Regions from separate parts of the Ovis aries genome. Here region 2 is linked to region 1. Evidence: chromatin contacts called from public Hi-C data. All regions are on one chromosome and are shown on one strand. The core of a region is the stretch at or near the end of the contact, and the rest is flanking DNA. Distances in the headings are between cores, read along the strand shown.

Region 1 (6,452 bases), core at 1,937-4,436:
GAGAACTAAGATCCAACATGCCTCATGGCCAAAAAACCAAAACATAAACAGAAGCAATACTATAACAAATTCAACAAAGACTTTAAAAATGGTCCACATAAAAAAAATCTTAAAAAAAATATGAAGCCATATTATTAACTTACTATGTTCCCTCTTTTTAAAGAAGTCTTCCACACCTTAACTACTCCCCTCTAAATCAGTAAAAACTCTTTTCCATCTCTGTGAGATTTTAAACAATGAAGAAATCAAAGGAATGAATGAACAAATGACCACATGCATCCTACCACATACAGCTCAGGAACCAGACTTCTCAGAGCACTTCTCTCAAACTCAAACCAAGCCTACTTTTAAACACGTCAGGAATGGAATCTCCAGGCCACAGGGACAGACCACCACAAACAGCCATACAAGTCTGTAACCCTGGACCACTTCCAAACTTTTCTCTCCTCCCTGTGAGGCAAAAGAACTTTTCAGAGCAAAACGACTCAACTCTGACCTCACGTCCAGCTTGGCTGTGCTGCTCAGACTGTTCCAGGTCACAGGAGGGTTGAAAAATAAGACTGAGAGATTCTGATAGTCCCTATTTTAGTTTCTTTTGACTTCTGGATGGAGAAAGGTACCGTTATCACAACAGGTCACAAACTTGACACTCACAGGTCACTGTTGTTGACCTTGTGTCTATGGGTATTGGTTGTAGGACCCCTGAGGACACGAAAATCCACAGATGCTCACGTCCCTATATAAAACAGTGCAGTATGATGAATACAGTTGGCCCTCTGCATCTTGGGGTTTGGCACCTGCAGATTCAATACTTGATTGGTTGACCATGGGGATGTGAAACTCAGGGGTTTGGAGAGTCAACTGTACTGCATTGTAAACCCCCCAAACACATATGCAGAGTAACGAGCCCCACGTTAGAAACAGGAACACAGACTGCACCTGACAGCACGTAACCACAACTTCCTTCTCGTAAATTTTTCTAACTTCAAAAAACATTGCATCATCCTAATCATCAATCAAGCACTTCTGAACAGTCAATTCCAAGACCTCTTTTAAAATTTTCATACTGGAGAAATTAAATGTGGGAAAATTTTACAAGTGGAAAATAAAAGTATATAATGACAAAAACATTCAGCGGCCAAATGTGTGGTTGAACGCGTTTTTTGTTTGTTTTTTCCCAGAACACAGGCACTTAAAAACTACTCTCTACACTCACAGGAAAATCCTTCTTGTTTTACTTTCCCAATGTAAGGTCTTTTAGAAGCAAGCATGTCACCAGCTACAAAACCATAACTATTCCTGATTCTACAACGAGTTCTTTTCTGTTACAATTTTTCATGGATCTTAGAACACAATTTTATTTTTTTAACATTTTTTAAAATGAAAGGTTGCTTTTATTTTTTAAAAAAGTCAACCCAAAGCTACTCCTGAAATCCAAGGAACAGAGTACATTAAACACTTTCATCAGTCCATTCTTTCCTATTTCAGTGGAACTTGCATTGTTTTTTCCTACTTCTTCCCTCCCCCTTCTGCACAGGTGGTTATTTGCAAGGCTATAAGGAAATATATTTCAAACAATTTGTTGGCAAAACACTATTGTAGACTAAGGTTATTAGAGATCATATTTTAGACCAATGGCAGTGGTCAAGATTAATAATCAGTAACTCCTTCATTCATTCACATTCATCTACACACACACACACACACACACACACACACACACACTTCACACCAGGGCTGCCAAGCCATAAATGAAGCAAACAAGCCTTTATTCTAGGGTATGTCTGGGTGGTTGGGTACGAGTGACTCTTTTTTCCCTATGTTTCTTTTCAATTTGTTAATAAACATATATAATTTTACACCTAAAAGCTTTAAACTGGAAACTACTAGCATTAAGAAATCTCTAGACATGCACCTCAGATACTATCTCAACTTAAAGCAATTTGTACAGCTGAAATCTCCAACGTGATGAAAGGGGGACACGGTCCGAACAGAAACTAAGTACCTGTTGGCAAGTTAAAAATATAAAGCCTAACAGGCCTTATTCCAATTTTCTATATTCGTCTTGAATATCACACTCATTCTCATCAAAGAACTTTGCTCTACTGTCACTGACTCAAGTCTTCCCGCAAAAGGCAGGCTATGGTATCTTACTACAGAGAAGATCTGCCATTTATCCTCTATGGGATTCCTCTTCATATTTCAGAAGGACTGACTGTTACCATTCCCTATAAAGCTCGTCAAAACTTGGCCAGAGGCATCCACGCTATTCCAGAGAGGACCCGAAGATGCTCGGGGAAGGAGTTATGAGAATCAAAATTTTAGGACTCCTTGGGTACAGACGCCACCCAACATACTGGGTTCACTGGAGCAGTAAGAGCGGAGCGGAGAGGAGACAGAAATGGAAAAGTTACTTGCAGGCTGTTTGGGAAACAGTGCCCCGATCACCCTTCAACCAGCGGCGCAACACCCCCCCTCACCCCCCGCGGCCCCTCCTTTGTTTGTCCAGGCAGAGGCTCCGCGGCGGCCAGGGCTGCGAGGGGCGAGCCGGGCGCCCCGGGCTCGGCATCTGGCCGCGCGCGGCGCAGCCGGTGGGCAGCGCATCCCTCCAAGCAGGGTCTCTCCATTTTCAGGGCCGAGGAAGCAACAATAAGCCGAGCGGAGCGGCCGCCCAGGCTCGCCTCCCTGGCGGCGCCCCCCGTATCCCCTGCACCCCCGGGCACTGGGGACTCCTCGCACGCGGGCCCTGCCACGCCCCGACCCCGCACCCCGGACCTGTCCCCTGCACCGCGCGGGGTGGCCGGGGCTCCCCGCAAGCCCACCGCCCTGCGCACCGTAACCCCCCAACCCCCGCACGCCAGGACCCCCACCCCAGCGCCAGCCGCCGGGAGGGGAAGCCTGGCGGCCCTTCCCACCCCGGGAAAGCCTCGCGCCGGGGGTCAGAGCAAGGTGGGCGGCCGCGCCGTAGCCCTGGCGGGCACCCCGCCTCCCCTCAGCTCCCAGTCTTTGTGTGCAAAGTAAGTGCTGGAGGCGAACCCACCTCGGCGCGCGCACAAAGGCGCGCGGCTCCCTCCCCGGCGCTCGCTCCGGGCGGCCGCGGCGGCACCCAGCGGCCCAACAGCTGAGAGCGGCCCGGGCGGCGGTTCTGACGGCGGCTGCTACCCGTCCGGCGCTGGGCGGCTCTTTCACACCCCGCGGCCCGGAGCTTCCGAATTAAGCGGCGGGGCGGGGCGGGGGCGGGGCGAGGTTGCCGAGGCCACGCCCTCGGACACGCCCCGCCGCGCTGGCTGGAGCTCCGCGCTCCGGACCGGGGCCCACTAGGGCTATACCGGGAAAAAGTCAGCGGGTTTGGTTCCGGAGGTTTTCCTTCTGTGGTTTTAGTTTGGTTCGCTTTGGGAACTCTCGAAGGAGAGAGAATACTGTATTGGAACAAAAAACTGAGTATCACCAGATGAGGGAAATGGGAAATTAAATTACACACACACAGCCCGCCACCACTACCACCACCCCCGCAAGCACAAGCACTGTGGAGTGTTTGGCTGCTGCTGTCTGGATTCAAGCTTCCCCGTTAAAGTCCTGCCAACACGTCTCCAGAGAAAACTCAAAGGGACAGGGAATCAGATTTGTTTTGTAACTGTACAAATTTACTGGCCAACCAGGGCCTGAAATCCAGAGACCGGGTAATTTGTTCAGACTCCTCCTCCTCATTCATGAAAGGGTATTTAAATTTATAGGAAAGGAGAAAAAGGTTTGTTTTGCCTCTTTTCTTTTTTCCTCTCAAGTTTTCATTTTTCTCAGCTCTCTTAGAGCGAATTGCTTTTCTGACCAACCCTAAGACTCTTAGATTACAATCTACCTGAATCACAGCAGGTTAAAAAAAATAAAAAGTTGGGGGAGGTATCTGTTTCAGGGTAACAAACAATAAAGACAACAGGTAATGGCTTTTAGATCAAAAGATTTTAATTTTCTTGGCCGCAGATGAATAAGCACTTATTTATGGGCAAACCTTTCTGACCAAAACAGCTTGGGTCATGATCACACAAAAAAGTCATATCAATTATGGGTTTTGGTAAACCAGTTGGGACTTCCCCGGTGGCTCAGGGGTAAAGAATTTACCTGCCAGTGCAGGAGACTCCGCTTCCATCCCTGGGTTGGGAAGATCTCCTGGAGAAGGAAATGGCAACCCCCTCCAGTATTCTTCGTTGGGATAATCCCGTGGACAGAGGAGCCTGGCAGGCTACAGTCCATGGGGTTGCAAAGAGTCTCGTACATAATTTAGCAACTGAGCACACGAACCAATAACTTCCTCCAAAGATGCTCTGAAGTCACAACACTTTAGAGTTTGGTCATCCCTAGGCTCTGAAGCCAGCTGGCAGCGGGGTGGGGGGGGGGGGGGCGGGGATCACCTGCCACAGGATTTTTTTTTGTTGTTGTTGTTGTTGTTTTTTGTTTGTTTGTTTGTTTTTTTATTTTTGCCACAGGATTTAGAGAGACAGTGTCTTCCAAGCCCAAAAATTCACCTGTGTGAACTTTATCCACTCTGTTCCCCACAAGTCTTCCTTCTCTCCCGTTCTTAGGTTGTGTAGGCTCTGCTCTTGACAATGGATCCACCAGTCACGAAACCAGAATCTGGGATCTGGCCTAGATTTTCCCCATGCCCACATGGGACTCAGTTCTCCATGATGCCTTGATGGCTCTCCCTGCCCCCATCCCTCCGGTTCTACCACAGCTGGCCTTTGGGCTCTGTCATCACCCTGTAGCAGTAGCCTCCCAATATCCCCAGCCTCCCATCTCACACATGCTTTTCCTCCAGATTGCTTCCCCAGTGAAATTTCAAAGTTCCAATCTGCTCTTAAAACCCTTAGCTAGTGGGAAGCTACTATATAGCACAGGGGGCTCAGCTCCGTGCTCTGTGATGACCTAGAGGGGAGAGATGGGGAGGGCAGGAGCAAGGCTCAAGAGGGAGGGGGTATATGTATATATATATACACACACACACATAGCTGATTCACCTCAATGTACTGTAGAAACAAACATATCGTAATACAATTACATTCCAATTAAAAATAAATAAAATAAAAAGTCCTTTAAAGGATGTCCAATTCCTACTACATGACCCAGTTCAAGTTCCTTCACACAGTACCCCATAGAGCAACACATTTTTTGATGTCACCTTGATGACCTTCCTGGGGTCTTTCTACTTCCTCCAAACACATACCCATGGCTCCACTCAGCCAGAGTGCTATATTTGCTAAATGGCCCTATTTTGTGACTATGAGGACTGCATGAAAGAATCAGTCACCTGCTGGCTTTTCTACATGCCTCCCCTCTGCCTAGCACACCTCCCCACCCCAACCCCCAAGAGCTCCTCTCCTCTCTGAAACCCAGGTTCCTCTGAGAAGACTTCCTAACTTGTTCAAACTGAATGGACTTTTTCTGCATCCCCCATACCTAGTATGATCTTATAATTAGTGCACGAATTATAAATATGTGCCCTCCTTGAGCAGAGTTTATACTTGATAGATATACATATCTTCACAGATATACATAGCCTCCTGCTTAACCTAGTGTCTGGCATATAAGAAATGTTAGGGACTGAATTATGTCTTCCCCAAATTCGTATGTTGAAACCCAAACCCTAATGTGACTATGTCTGGAGATAGGGCCTTTAGGAAGGTTAAACGAGGTCATGAGAGTGGGGACCTAATCCAGTAAGACTGGTGACCTTTTAAGAAAAGGAAGAGATACCCGAGGTCTCTCTGTCTCTGTCTTTGTGTGTGTGTGTGTGTGAGGCCATGAGAGAACACAGCCAGAAGACAGTCATCCGCAAGCCAGAAAGAGCTTCAGCAGAGACCAACTCTGCCAGCACCTTGATCTTGGACTTTCAGGCTCCAGAACAGTGAGAAATGTGTCTGTGGTTTAAACCACTGTTACGGCAGCCTGAGCAGAAGGATGCCTTAAATTTTAGACTCTAACCCTGGAAAAGCACTGACCCACCAGTGAGTCTATAACGTCCCCTCAAAGCAGCCTGGACAAACGTTGATGATGCCAGGACAATGGACAAAGTGTCTAGATGTGATAAGTGACCGTGCAGTCTCTTCCCTGCCCTGGAGAGAAAGAGAAACATGCAGCTTATTCCCTAGACTGGGGTATTAATGTCCAGAAGCTCTCAGCCTCTTCCTTACCTTTGTATCAAGAACCATTACTTCTTCTAAACCAAAAACAATAAGAGGAGATCAAATATTTACTTTGCACTTCTTGAGTCAAAGCTTTATTAAAAGATAGGACGCCAATACTCATTCATTAAGTCTACGGTTTGGGGCTTCTATTATATTTCGCATTCCTGAGAATCTTAAGGAGATCTTAATTCAGATAGGATCAAATATCCAATTTGGCTTGGGACCCCTGAAGGCACTGTGGGTGGAACCCGGAAATAAGAACTTAAAGGTTAT
Region 2 (6,452 bases), core at 1,391-3,890, 200 kb after region 1:
GACCACAGAGACAGGAAGCAAAAGCAGGGGTAAAGCAGTATCATAGCCATGAAGAGAAGAAATTTTAAGGACTTCCCTGGTGATCCAGTGGTTAAGACTCTACCATTCCACTGCAGGGGGTGCAGGTTCCATCCCTGGTAGAGGAACTAACATCCGCATGCCACCTGGCATGGCCAAAAGGGAGAGAAGAAAATTTCTGAAAAAGTCAGTGGTGTCCCATGGCAAAGAGAAGTCACAGTAAGAATGGAAAAGATTCCTTGGGCTTACATGAAGAGAGTAATATCACTATAAATCAACTAACAAATTAGTTTAAGGATTCTGGCATGTATTTAACCAGATAACCATACTCCTTTTACTTATGCTGTAGGGTTTTATTTATTAAAATTAGTCCCATAAGTGAATATGAATATATAATTATCAAAGTAAAAAAGAATTTTAATAGTCCCATAATACTATCCTTTAAATGAGATTCAGAAATATTTTTTTTTTCAATAAGCTTCACATGACCTAAAACAATCAGAAACTTAAATATTCTCAGGACTCAGGCAGATAAAATGAATGGGTAAGCCAATCCAAGCACCAATGGGCTGTCCTTTCTGAAAAGAGCAGCCACAGCTAATTCCCACTATATGGAATTAGACAGATGGGCTAGTCTTGACTGGTAACCTGGTTTTCAAGATAAGTCAGAATCTGAATTTTTAAATATGACATCTCCCAATTTCAAAAGACAGCCAATTAATTTTGATGTTTTGTCAGTTTTTTTATTGATAGAAGAAATCAGTGGTGTCCCATGCCACAAAATAGTCATGATAAGAATGGAAATTTGCTCTACATTATGTATAGTATAGCATTTTAATCTTACGATGGGAAGTTAATTGGCTAATGATGAAGACTCATAAGCAGAAACAGACCCAGATCTAGACTTTTTCGTTTTGTTCTAAAACCAGTATTTCCTTCGCTATGATTCTACAGTGTTAACCAAGGGGAACACACACCCAGGTTAGTCAGACATGCAGGTTAATAATCACAATATGCTGCAATAAATTCAAGTTAGAAGCTTCAGATTTAATTAATCCATATGTTCTGGCTCTTCTGAAATGTTTGTAAGTAGAAACTCTGGAAACTAAACTGCTGATGATTAATCCAATCAATTGTTTATGCCCTTATAAGTTCTGCTTTATACGTGTAGGACCAAGTTATACAGGACCTTTAAACAAAATTATGATATTTAGCTGAGTAAATGCCTGTATCTAAAGTTTGATAATAACATCATGTAGGTATTTTAAATTTCTGGAGAAAAGCTTAATTATTGCAGGGCCGACAGAAAACTGGACTCCAACAGTGAAGACTTATTCATTTATATGGTACAGTCTGTAGTTACCCATTCATTCAACATGTATTGTGAGGTTACCATTTTCTGTTATGTGAGAATAGATTTTCAGGCTTAGGGCTGAGTGAAGGATATACATCTAAAGTAATTATTTCAATGAATTAAACACGAGGTAAGTGCTCCAATAGCCCAGGAGGAAGGGGCTTAAAGTCAAAGTAGCTCAGTCGTGTCCGACTCTGCGACCCCATAGACGATACAGTCCATGGAATTCTCCTGGCGAGAATACTGGAGTGGGTAGCCTTTCCCTTCTCCAGGGGATCTTCCCAATCCAGGGATCAAACCCAGGTCTCCCTGATTGCAGGCAGATTCTTTACCAGCTGAGCCACAAGGAAAACCCAGAGAGGGAGGAGCTAGCACAGCTGATTATCTTCTTTGATCTCGTTAACAGCCCTCTGAGATAGGATTATCACGTTGATTTTTCAAGAACCAGTTACAGTGCCAGTTGGAGCCAGAAGGCTGAGTGGGACATAGACCCATATATTCTAGCTCCAAGTCCACAGAGGAGATTCTGTGAACAGCAAAGGACTCCTTCTTCTGTATTCCTTTTTCTAACCAGTTAAAGCACTCCTTTGTAAAGCACCTTTTCCCTTTGAAGTCCTAACAAATGTTAATTCTGTCCTCTGATTTAAGCCATTTCACCTCAATTACAGATAGTTTGTCACGTTTTGTCTTTTTGGGAGTTACAAACTAATTTGAACTTGAAAGACTTCTGTGCACTACAAGTGTTGCCGGTTAGGACAGCACGTGCCTCTGCAGCTAGACGTGTGTGCACAAAATTGAGTCCAAATCTAAACGCACCAGCTTTGACAGCGGCGGTTTAATAGAGCAAGACCAAGAACGCAGTCTGAAGGTGTCACTGGGCCCAGCTCGAACTTTTGCCTAGGCTTGGACGAAGGCGATCAGAAACCAGGGCCAGGGCCCGTATTCCTGAGTGCAATGTTATTAATAGCCAAGGCTGGGAGACGCCAAAGCTAACAACAGCTGCGCTGTGACCTGGTGACATCGCCATGCAAGCAGGTCTCACACCGCTCACCTTCACAGTCGGCGCCCGGGATTCCCCCGGCCTCCTGGCCCTGCGCCCGCCCCGGGTTAGAGACCCAAAGTCCGGCGCAAAAGGCCACCATTGCGGCTGCGCCGCCGCACCACATGCTGAGCCAGCAGTTTCAAACTCCTCGCCACCTACGAAAAGAACAGCCGAGCGGGTACCGCCCGCAGTACGCAGCAGCGCAGAGCCTGGGATACAATGAATCTACCCGAAGTTGCTAGGACAAATGACGCAACTCAACCGTGAGTTTCCATTGGCTCTCAGGAAAAAGGGGTGGGACGAAGGAGCCGTTTCGTTACCCATCCTCGACCTGCGCGTGCGCAATATCGCTCAAGCGGTGCTGCCCCGGCGGGGAGAGACTCACAATAGCTAATCGCCTACTGCGCGACAGAAAAGGCGGGACCTTCACGCTGATTGGCGGCGACGCGGGCGGCCTCGGCGAGGGCCGGGGCGCAGTGGGTGGACGGGAACGTGAAGTCTCCGCGGTGCCTGATGGGGCTGTGCTGCGGTCCGGCGCTGTTGCTGCTGGGAAACCACCCGTTAGTGTTGTCGGCGTCTCTGCCGCCTCATGGCGGCCATCGGGGTTCACCTGGGCTGCACATCAGCTTGTGTGGCCGTCTATAAGGTGAGGGACTCGGGGAGCTGGGTTGCGGGTGCAGCGTCCTTTGGGTACGAGGCCAAGTCCTTTGGTCTGCGGGGTTGTGAACGGCGTGTCGCTGGCCTAGGGACGTCGTACGAAGAGGCGATTCTGCAGGAAGTCTTGGGGCTAAGGGCTGGGCGGACTCGGCCTCTTCCCCCGCGGCCCTCAGGAAAGGCAGCTGCGGACCCAGCACATCCTGGGCGCAGGAGGACCCGACGACATCCTGTGTTCCGAAGGCCCCCGAGCCCAGGGGCGGACCCAGGGACTTTCTGGGCGCCGGAGGCCCCGGGGCGGGGGCGGACCCGGGAACGTCCTGGGCGCTGGAGGCCCCGGGGGTTTGGGGGGAGGACCCAGGGACACGCTGGGAGCTGGAGTCCCCCCCGGGGGTGGGGACGGACCCGGCCACGTCCTGGGCTCTGGAAGCCTAGAGGAGGAAGGCGGACCTGGGGACCTCATGGACGCAGGAGGCCGGGAGGGGGACCCGAGCGTCTGGTACCCGGAGGTTTCTGGACGTTTGCCGAGAAGGAGCAAGGTGGCCGCGATCTGGAACTGGACCCGAGAAGCGTAGGAAGCCAGTTGATGGTGTGTGCTCTATTCACTTGTCCTTTCTGGAAATGAGTGTGTGACTAGGAGTTTAGGGCTGCTTCTCGTCTGTGGGGAGGCGGAAGGAACAATAATAAGGGACAGCCCTGATACTCGTCTCACGGTTAAACGTCAAATGATTTGTAGGGAAAGGCCGAAGGATTGTTGTTAATTCATCATATGTAAAAAGAGGGAAGAAGGATGAGCGTTTACAGGGAAAAGGAAAAGGGATAGAAAGGTTAATGTATTAACACGTTATTTTATATAGCGAGGTTATTATTACGTCTCTTCTGTTATCAACTATGCAGAACAGACTGAAAAGAGGCAGCTGGTTGTAGAAGTCTGGTCTTCTTAAGATCTAGGAAATACAGTAAAGCAGTTTTTGTTTCCATGTATATGTCAGTCACAGGGCTCCACATATGTCTGAATGTATCTAAGGAGACGATGTATTTCATTTCAGAGTAACTAATACAGTTGTGTGTTTACCTCCAGGATGGCCGGGCTGATGTGGTTGCAAATGATGCAGGCGACAGAGTTACTCCAGCCATTGTTGCTTACTCAAAACATGAAGAGGTACCATTCTCCTCATTTTTGTACATTGAAATAAGTATAAAATGACATATTTAATAGATTGCTCTTTTTCAGGTTGTTGGATTGGCAGCAAAACAAAGTAGAATAAGGAATATTTCAAACACAGTAATGAAAGTCAAGCAGATCCTTGGCAGAAGGTATGGAGTAAAATAATACTTTCACCTATGGTAACAAAAAACATGTTTATAATTTGAATGTAAGCATAATTTGAAATGAAACTAGAAACACCAGTGTGTTTTTTGCTGTTTTTAATGACTGAGTCATTTCACAGAATTCCCCAGTAGGCTGTTATCTTTTGATATTAGTGCTGAATTTTCTGAAAGATGGAATTCACGGAGACATTTGCTTCTCACTTACAGGTCTGTTAGTATTGGTAGATGCTAGTGTGCATTTAGTTTTGATAATTTGTGTCATTCAGAGGTGGCAGTTTGAACTTAACACGTTTTTACAGTACTCTTTTTAAACTGGGAGATTGAGTGGGAATTTGAAGATTTCTTTGCACTATAGTTGAATTTTGTGAAGTCAGTTGTAATTGGTGAATATTTATGTAGAAGCTATTGATTTTCTTCTTCAGATCTCTTTGTGACACTTTCTGGGAACTAACTTTTCCAGTTGGCTTACACATTTAATCATTAGGGAAAACAGCTTAATTAATGTCTTAAGAATCAGGTTAATCATCTGCTATAACTTTAATTAAAAGATAAAAGAGGCCTGCTTCCCCAGACTTCTGTCTCCTCAAATTATAGATTACCTCAAATTATAATTATAAATTATGGGTTTTTGTTTTCATTGGAGTTTTAATATGTAATATAGTATTTTTAAATTTTCAAAGTGCTTTCACATCTATTATTTAATCCAAAGAAATCCCTGTAAGATTGGTAGGGCAGATTTTATACCTCCTCATTTCTGGATAAGAAAGTCAAAGCACGCAGAAGTTACAGTGTCCCTAAATTAGTTTAGTGGGTTGAACTCTACAGGACTGTGGTCCAGGACGCCTAATTCTTAACCTCAGGTTCTTTCCTTTCTACCTTATTCAGGTGAGAATTTAAGTAGAAATTTCCTTGTGTTGTTTTTAGGTTTGGGAAGTCATGGATTAAATTTATATATATATATATATATATACATATATATATATATATATTTTATACATACAAATTTTTTTGTTTTTTTACTATCTCTTACCTATATTTAGATAAGTTGAACTTGATGCTCTTTTTTTTTCTGTAGAATATCTGTGATTAAGTCAAAAACTATAGTGTTTTGGAGAGAATTCAAATTGTTGTGAAGATACATACACTCCCATATCCATTTATCTGTTGACTAAACTTAGTACTGAGCATATTGAAAATAAATTGAGTTGCTGTCAAATTTTTTCAAATTATAAACTGAAAAAAAAAGGGCAGGAAGTAAGCAGCCAATAATGTTTTTTATAATTAAACTTTTTTATTTTGAGATAATGATAGATTTACATTGTTGCAAGAAATAATACAGAGAGATCCAATCTATTTCTGGATTAACCATTTTCTCCCAACTGGAAACATCTTGAAAAAACTATACTACACTATCACAACCAGGGTACTGGCATTGACACTGTCAAAATTCAGAATAGTTCTATAGGTGCATCTCTTTGGGAGCCCTTTTTGGGTTTTCTTGATATTTGGGGGCAGGTGGTGGAAATAAAGATGTGGATGTCTTCTGCCATATTATGCAAAAAGCTTTGTATTAGTGAGAACAACTTTAGCTTGCTTTTCTGGCCCTGGAAGTTACCTTTTAACAAAGGAGTGCAGTGGTGACAGTCAGATGGGTAATACATAGATAGCATAGCGTACCACCCAGGCCGAGGTCAGTGAGGAGTGAGCCGCAGCAGACACGTACTGCACTACTGTCCTGCTATCCCTTCTCCAGAGTGATGTGCCTCAGGATCCAGGCATCCCCGCCCCCGTTGGTCTATCTACTTACAAGACAATGGTGATTTTTACAGATACACGGTGGTTCCAGGTCTCAGCCTTGGAAGCATCCTGCCTTTTGTGGAGAAGCCAGTCCCCTTGTTGCCAAGCCAGTAAGGCCCTTTGTAGCCCTTGGTCCCCATCCTGAGCGAACTCCCAGAGTTGGGCTTTTCTCAACCCTGGCATCCTTTCTCTTTGCAACCTACTTACAGGTAGCACCGCTTAACTTACTGCCACAATTATCCTTACACCGTTCCT

The links. Hi-C and Micro-C count contacts between places; a contact is called where the count stands out from the background.
Region 2: a contact with region 1 is called in a Hi-C map of muscle, with 2.6 times the contacts expected there. The contact joins the promoter of CDNF here to the promoter of FAM107B in region 1. A contact is called at or near these places in 3 of 16 Hi-C or Micro-C datasets (hypothalamus, muscle and skin fibroblasts).

The regions. Positions count from the first base shown.
Region 1 is chr13:28,635,611-28,642,062 of ARS-UI_Ramb_v3.0, forward strand. It overlaps FAM107B (family with sequence similarity 107 member B), which reads right to left and starts at 3,187. Exons shown (of 5, transcript XM_042230569.1): 1 at 3,041-3,187.
Region 2 is chr13:28,833,210-28,839,661 of ARS-UI_Ramb_v3.0, forward strand. CDNF (cerebral dopamine neurotrophic factor) reads right to left here and starts at 2,641. Exons shown (of 4, transcript XM_004014237.6): 1 at 2,424-2,641. The coding sequence starts at 2,538. It overlaps LOC101108674 (heat shock 70 kDa protein 14), which reads left to right and starts at 2,927. Exons shown (of 14, transcript XM_027976658.3): 1 at 2,927-3,060; 2 at 4,150-4,230; 3 at 4,303-4,385. The coding sequence starts at 3,004.